2 separate regions of the Mus musculus genome follow, and region 1 is linked to region 2. Evidence: chromatin contacts called from public HiChIP or PLAC-seq data. All regions are on one chromosome and are shown on one strand. The core of a region is the stretch at or near the end of the contact, and the rest is flanking DNA. Distances in the headings are between cores, read along the strand shown. Region 1 has its middle 8.9 kb from the start of Gm41429. Region 2 holds the start of Txnrd2 (thioredoxin reductase 2).

Evidence for each region. HiChIP or PLAC-seq counts read pairs in DNA pulled down with a chosen protein or histone mark.
Region 1: an H3K4me3 HiChIP or PLAC-seq map of craniofacial prominence shows a contact between it and region 2, with 4 times the contacts expected there. The contact joins the enhancer-like site here to the promoter of Txnrd2 in region 2. A contact is called at or near these places in 9 of 39 promoter capture datasets (the 3T3-L1 cell line, 3T3-L1-derived adipocytes, cranial neural crest and 5 more), 15 of 484 Hi-C or Micro-C datasets (the AML12 cell line, the C2C12 cell line, Sertoli cells and 11 more), 3 of 115 datasets of contacts at active chromatin or transcription factors (the SCID.adh cell line, acute myeloid leukemia and craniofacial prominence) and 2 of 9 other capture datasets (adipose tissue and embryonic stem cells).

Annotation. Positions count from the first base shown.
Region 1 is chr16:18,686,023-18,689,576 of GRCm38.p6, reverse strand. No RefSeq gene overlaps it. Among named protein-coding and RNA genes, the nearest start is that of Gm41429, 8.9 kb to the left of the region's middle. Within about 2 kb of position 2,001, at least 313 of the 459 cell types and tissues checked have an H3K27ac peak or open chromatin away from gene starts, as enhancers often do. A contact at or near this core is called in 3T3-L1-derived adipocytes, the AML12 cell line, the C2C12 cell line and 14 more, where this site is marked.
Region 2 is chr16:18,424,442-18,428,418 of GRCm38.p6, reverse strand. Txnrd2 (thioredoxin reductase 2) reads right to left here and starts at 2,002. Exons shown (of 18, transcript NM_013711.3): 1 at 1,860-2,002. The coding sequence starts at 1,974. Comt (catechol-O-methyltransferase) reads left to right here and starts at 1,703. Exons shown (of 6, transcript NM_001111062.1): 1 at 1,703-2,063.

The sequences.
Region 1 (3,554 bases), core at 752-3,251, 260 kb before region 2:
ACAGGTACAGGTACAGGTACAGGTACAGGTACAGGTACAGGTACAGGTACAGGTACAGGTACAGGTAGACACAGGCCCTGGTGCTTGCATAGCAAGCACTTCATCCAGTGAGCCATTTCCCAGCCCTTCAGTTACTTTTTAAGATGGTGTTCCTGAAGTCTGACTTGCATAACCTAAAATGTGTGCAATCCACTAGGACATGCACTCAGGCCATCCCAGAGCATCCCAGCACTCCAGCAAGGGGTGGGTGCCCTGCTCCTTGCAGTCTTCAGGTACAGGTTCCCTCTACTTTGCCCTCCAGCCATACACATAACTTAATAATATTTAGAGAAAATAACATGGCTGTGCACTGCTGGAAAGTACTTTAGGTAAAGGAAGCAGAGGTGAGGCAGAGAGCATGTTACTGAGTACACGAGTCCCACACAGCAGTGTCTCCCATCATGCACAGAGCACAGGAGTCCCACACAGCAGTGTCTCCCACCATGCACAGAGCACACGAGTCCCACCCAATCTCTCCCATCATCTCTAGTGTCAACTCGACACACACTTGACACTCTTATCGGGGTTGACCCGAACCCAACCAACCACATGCTGGAAAATGTTTAATTTTTTTCAAATAACACTTATAGGCAGATTTGCAGTTTCCATCCAGCAGGTGCGTCATAGAGATCCAGCCATGACATTTACTTATAATCACAGAAATTGGAAGTCTGAAACAGGAGGATGGCAAGCAAGCATATCTATGAAGGGTGCCAGGGAACGGGAGTTGTATACATTTGTGAGCTGCGATGTGGGTGCTGAGAATTGAACCAGAGTCCTCTGACAGCAGACAGTGCTCTTAACCACTGAGCCACCTCTCCAACTCCCAATTTTTAATTCTTAGAGCAAAAATAAATAAGTACATTTATTTCATTAGCATGCAAATTTGGGGATTTTTAAAAAGTAAATAAATGGTAAATTACAGGTACACCAAAGACATTTTAAAACAAAATTCTTTATGGTTTGTTATGGTTGTTTATCACATAAAAATTTGATTTTGTAGGGGCTGGAGAGATGGCTCAGCGGTTAAGAGCACTGATTGCTCTTCCAGAGGTCCTGAGTTCAAATCCCACAACCACATGGTGGCTCACAGCCATCTGTAATGGGATCTGACTCCCTCTTCTGGAGTGTCTGAAGACAGCTACAGTGTACTTATATACATAATAAATAAATAAATCTTTTTAAAATTTTTTATTTTGTCGATCTATTTCATATGCCTATGTACCCAAGGCTGTACAAAAAATCCACAGGGAGAAGGGATCAGTAAGGGGAAGTTTCAGGAATGTTGGTTTTGAGAGTCAGGGAACACTGGGTCAGTCTCTGAATTACCTGGTTGATTGTGCCTGGGATATGGGCAGCTTCAGAACTTAGGGTCTATGGATGCTATGTAAGCAATCTCTCCAAGGTACTCATCATGCGCGCGCGCGTGCGCGCGCGCGCGCGCGTGTGTGTGTGTGTGTGTGTGTGTGTGTGTGTGTGTGTGTGTGTGTGTGTCTGTCTGTCTTTGTACATGTATCTGTCAGTGTTTATAGGAGTGTTCATGTGTTTCTGTGAATGTCTGTCTGCATGTGTCTCTGTACTGTACATGTCTGTCTCTGTGTATGTGTCTGTGAGTGTGTCTGCGTGTATGTTTATGTGTGTCTGTGTGTGTCTCTCTGAGTGAGTCCTCTGTCTGTGTGTGGTGTGTTTCCATTGACCCTGTTGGGTGGAAGCACCGCAGGTTTTTCTCCAGCTTCCTCCCTCCCTTCTCTACATGCTCACCTTTGCTGAAGCAGAGCCTTGCCCTTAGGGAGTCAGAGCCGTGAGATATCTCCTCTCTTGGCGACTAAGACCAACGTCAACTAAAACCACACCAGAAAAAGCAGCTTCTGTCCAGCACGTGCCCTACAGAGATCCAACCATGACATTTACTGCCCATCTGCCTGATAGCTGGGATCTGAGGCCCCCTGTCGGTGGAAACTGGCCAAATCACTCAGATTGCCCTGCCATGATTTGAGTCACCTTCTGCCTTGGGCTCCGAAGATCTGGGCTGAGTGAGCACTCTGGAATGAAGGCGGGCCTGAGCTTAGATATAAACACCGTTTCTCCCTGTGTGTCTCCTTCTCTCTGGGTCTCTCTCTGTGTGTTTTTCACCCTTCTTCCCACCCCTCCTTCTTTCCCTCTCTCTGTTCTTCCCCGTTCTTCCACTCTTCTCAGTTTTATTGAGACATTCTCCAAGCCCAGAACGCAGGGTTCTGATTTGTCAGAGGTGAGTGCAGGCCAGCTCTGGGAAGAGTAGGATTCTCATGTTCCAGGAGAGGCTGACCAGCGCTGCAGACTGAACTGGGGCCCAGCCGTCTGCTGACCTCTCAGCTCAGCTCAGCGCAGCGCAGGGCAGGCCCTCCCTCCTGCCCTTCTGCAAACCGCACCGCCCTGGAGACTGGAGTGTTTGTGGCAGCCTGGTCCCGCCCTCCCCCTCTCCTGGCGCCTCCCGGGTCCCACGCTCCGCCCAGGCTGAAGCAATGACTTATTTGTGTATTGAGGTCACGGCAGCCCCTGGGGACAGAGTTGTCAGCCTGTGCCGCGGCCACAGGGTAGGCACTCACCAAGTCAATAATCGGTCTGAGGACTAGCGACTAGCCTTTTATTCCTTAGGTCTTTGAATTTTAAATTTTTTTATAAGAAAGGCATTTTATGCTAAAATTATAATAAATGTTTCTTTTCTGTCCTATTCACATTAAAATTTTTTTAGCTATATAGTTTATTTCTAGGTTCTCTTCATTTTCTCTCACTCACTTTACATCTCTATCTCAGTACCCCTCTCCTCCCTTTCCATAACACGCCCCTCTTTCCAACCTGAAAAGGGGAATCCCCCCCCCCCCCACCAGTGTTTCTTTGAAATGAGAATGTGCCTGCGGGTTCAGGAGGTGAGATCTGGAGGATCCTGAATTACAGGCCAGCTTGAGCCGCATAGGGAGACCAAGTCAGAGAAAGAGCCGGGTGGGAGGGAGAGGTGGAGAGATGGGGAGAGGAAAAACAGGCTTGGCTGAAGGCTTGTGCTTGTTATACTAGTGTTTAGGAAGAGGAGGCAGGATAATCAGAAGTTCAGCCTCAGCTACATAGTCCATTTGAGGCCAGCCTGAGAAACATGAGAACCTGTCCCCAAAACTAGTGAGCCCCCTCCCACCGAATAAGTAAAATAAGCACATGCAAGTTTCAGAGAGACCGAGCTGGGAAGCTCAAGGCATCACTAGGCCACCCAGCAGAGAGAAGTCACCACCTCCTTTGCCTGGGGGTGGGGGTGGGGAGTGTGGATGTGTGGATGAACAAGCAGTCCCTGATTGTCCTTGTGCTCTGACAGGTCACCTTGCTGCCCTTTCAAGCACAGGACCCTGGCCTGGGGGTCACACAGATGCCTCCTTCTCACTATGCAGAAGCCTGCTGCTTTGTAAGCTCCTTTGGAGGCAGGGCAGTTTGCAGCTTGCTGAGAAGAGCATGGGTAGCAAGGCCTCCACACACAGGCAGCTCTGCTGCAG
Region 2 (3,977 bases), core at 753-3,252:
AAGTGAACTCTGGAGTCATATGGCGGGTGGCATCTTCCCTAGACCTCACAACATCCTCACCAAAGCAAAGTCCTGAACCCTTGGGGTGTGAGACACGAGTCCTCCAGTCAGTAGTGGAGGACTCTGCCCAGTGGGAAACAAATCCCAAAGCCACAAGGGCTTCCTAGCAGCTTGAAGGGCCCTAGACTTGTGAGCTCAGTGAAGCTCCTGTCTACAGATTTCAACATACTCTTTGGCTTTTATTTATTTTATGTGCCTGAGTGTTCATTTGCACTTATGTCTGCACTGTGGGCACACAGTGCCAGAGGGCAGTGCCAGAGGGCTGTGCCAGAGGGCAGTGCCAGAGGGCAGATGAGGGCACGGGGTCCCCCTCGGAATGGAGTCATCATGTGGGTGCTGGGAACTGAACTTGGAGCCTCTGGAAGAGCAGTGAGTGCGGAGTCGCTCTTGTCCCTCCTTTACAGACATTTTACTGTTATTATGTAGGGTGACGGTACCAATGACACAGAGTGACGGTACCAATGGCACAGGTACTTTGACTGACTTGGGTTTTTTTTTTTTTTATTCCGAACCCCCCGATTGTTTTTTTTTTTTTAACCTCCACATAAATCACTAAAACTACCTCCACCTAATATACAGCACTAGGAGACCCTGAAGAGCCAGAGACCTGGGAGTTAGCAAAGCTACTGAAAGAGCACCCGTCAATCCCTGAGGTCTGTCCCCTAGGTTCCCACCTCACATGTAGTGACTGCTTCCTGGTACTCTCCCAGGTTAGCTTCTGCCACTGAGCCACAAGGCCTCTGCCAACTTCCACTTGCAGTCGGTCTACCTGCCTTGGCCCTGTAGACCAAGGGCCAGCCATTGTACCTTTCATAGCACTGCCTCTGTGAAGAACCCTGGCCTGCCCTTGCTCCTCTCCCTCTATGCTCGCTCCCTGTGGACAGAATTGAGTTCTGTCACTCACATTCAGGGGGCAGTATTAAGGGTGGTCACCATGAAAAGACATAATGGAGACCACTCATGAAACTGATCATACCACTGGGAAACTCTGGGGGAACTTGGCCTATTGGGGGTAGTGGACCCATGTTGAGAGGTACCCAGTTTCCCCCTTTGAAATTAATTACTATCCTGATTTCAGCAATAACGCTTCCTGGTGCAAACAAGTTGTTTCTTCCCCTTCTCAAGAGCCCTGACAAGCACTGGGGCTTGGTTCCACAAACTTTCTAGTGTCTTCTCACTCCCCAAACACTAGGCAGGTCATGAAGGTGCATTTGGAAGCTGAGGAAGGAAGGGCCAACACCTCAAGGCTAACTCTAGCTGCACTGCCAACTGACCATCACTCAAAAAATCAAAATCAAGCCCAAAACAACAAACCAAGGTAGTTCATGACTGTAACCCCAGAAGGCCACGGTCGGTGGCAACTACCTAAGCAGTCTGTGGCCAGCTTGGCTACATGGGGGTGGGATTACGGACAAAAACAAAAAGAAAAAACTAGAACAATAAAAAGAGTTGCTGCACCTAGGAAGTTGTGTGCCAATGGGGTACCTGTGACCATCAGAGCCCTTGACATCATCCCATCACAGCCCTGACATCAGGGCTACGATTAATATTGGGGACACAAATCCCAGAAGACTGGGCTTGCTGCCACCACAGGAGGGCCTCAGGCAAGGCACCGCCAACGTTTTAGACACCTGGGGAAAAAGCAGCCCTGCTAGAAGCAGGTCCCCTCCTAATCAGAACCCTGGCCTGTGTGGGCACGCCCACGCGGACACGTTCCAGGACAGCCCCGCCACCGCGACCCCCTGTGGACACTCGCACAGGCACCCTCTCCGCGTGCACCGCCCACGACCCCACCCTACCTCCCGCTGCACTCGCCGCGCCCCTTGTCCCGCGTGTCAGAGCCCGTGTCCGCGGCCGGAAGCGCCTGCTGGGTCCACGCAGCGCCGCCACCATCGCCGCCACCATCGCCGCCATGGTCCGGGGACCTCAGGCGGTCAGGGCTGCCCTTCGCACTGCCTGAGCGTCCGCGCCTCGGGGTCAGACCTGTGCGCGGCCTTGACGAGGTGAGTGGTGCCCGCCCGGAGCTCGGACTCGGGATCAGAATCTGCATGCACCGAACTGGGACTAGGGTGAAGGGCCCGTACGTGGGAACTGGTTCTGACCTAGGAGAGCGCAAGCCGGCGCTGGGGAATGGGGACACATGTGAAGGGGGTCTGATCTTGGCTGGGGGGTCGCTGAAGGGAGGCAGGTGACCGAACTTGAGTATCAGTGCTGTGGTGGAAGATATGTCCTTCGGTGGGGCTGTGGAGTTGGGCTTAACCTGGATAGAATGTAGCACATCCAGGGCCTGGCCCATTATAAGAGGGTCCGACTTACTTAGTTGTTGGATTGGGATGCAAACCTTAGGGTCAAAGTTACAGGGCTCAGGGATGGTCAGTAGAGTTGGAAGCTGTTGAACAGGGGTTCTTGAGAGAGGCCTTAGGGTGCCCCCGGGTCACTCCTTGCAAAAGAAGTGCTACCCACCCCCACCCCCCCACTCCCAAAGGGACCCCTTGGAGCTCAGGAGCACTAGGGCAGGAGCACTACGGCAGGCTTTGGGTGTGTGCTAAAAAGAGAAAGTCTTCCAGCCAGGGACTTTTGGGGTCCTTGCTGGCCCTCCAAGCCTTGGGAGAACAGTGGGAGCTGCCACGACTTGTGGGAGCTTGTGGTGGGGTAGGGCCCTAGAGGACATCTTGTCACAGAGAAACAGCATCGCCCTAATAATTGGGACAGATTTTACCTAGGAGCTGTAGGGGACCGGCTGAGTCATCTCCATTTGAGCAGAGGTGACAAGTGGGTGTCTTCTGGGGAACAAAGGAGCACAGAATCCATGAAGGGAAGGGAAGAGAAGGGAAGGGTGCTTTATACAGGCTCTTCGTGGCTTTGCTGCTGGGCTAATTCCCATGATCCCACAGAAGCTACAGAGCTGCAGACACTTTGGGGTCTAAAGTTGCTCTAGGGATGCACCCGTGAGCTGTCAGAGATGAAGCTAAAGTTTATATTTTTAAAAGGAGCTTGGCTAAATGTGGCTAAGCCTCCAGTGTGTGCACCCAGTAGAGGATCCTTTTCCAGGAAGGGAGACGTCCTTCCTATTGAACAGAAGTCCATTTTCTGTTCCATGTGAGGGTCATTCTTAAGAAGACAATAGAAAAGTTGGTGTTAGCCACAAATCAGTCTTTTTTTTTTTTTTTTTTTTTTTTTTTTTGGTTTTTCGGGACAGGGTTTCTCTGTGTAGCCCTGGCTTCTTAGAACTCACTTTGTAGACCGGGCTGACCTTGAACTCAGAAATCTGCCTGCCTCCCAAGTGCTGGGATCAAAGGTGTGAGCCACCACCGACCGGCAACAAATCAGTCTTTGCACATTTCTAGATGCCAGGTGCGAGTGTCTTTAGATGGTTGATGAGGAGCAGCCTGGAGGCTTTACCAAGTTGTCCTCTGAGTGTAGGAGGCAGAAGTGTGTGAGCACACGGTTTCAGGCGTGATCATTTCCTGGAGCAGTGTGTGCACCCAGTAGAGGACTTTCCCTCGTGGCCCTTGTAACCGAGGCAGAAAGCTGTCCCCAGAGTATTTGGTGTGTTGAAATCTGACATTTCTGTCAGATTCTCCCTCAAGCTTTCCCAGATCGTAGTGGGATAGGATAGCCGCATCAAGCACTGTTCCCAGCAGGACCCAAAACCATCAGGCTTTTGTTCCAAAGGTCAAGAAATTAGGAAGGAGAAGAATTGTGAACAGTTTGGAGAGTTGTGGGCAGATATTAAAGCCAGATGTAGCATGTGGATATATTTACACGCAGCTTAAAAGATGAAGCAGTGTGTCAGCACGCACCTGTGGTCCCAGCCCTCAGGCAGAAGCGAGAGAAGCATGGATTTTAGGTCAGTGTGCTACATAGTGATTTTCAGGCCTGCCTGGGTTACAGACCCTGCCTTTGGAGACAGAGAA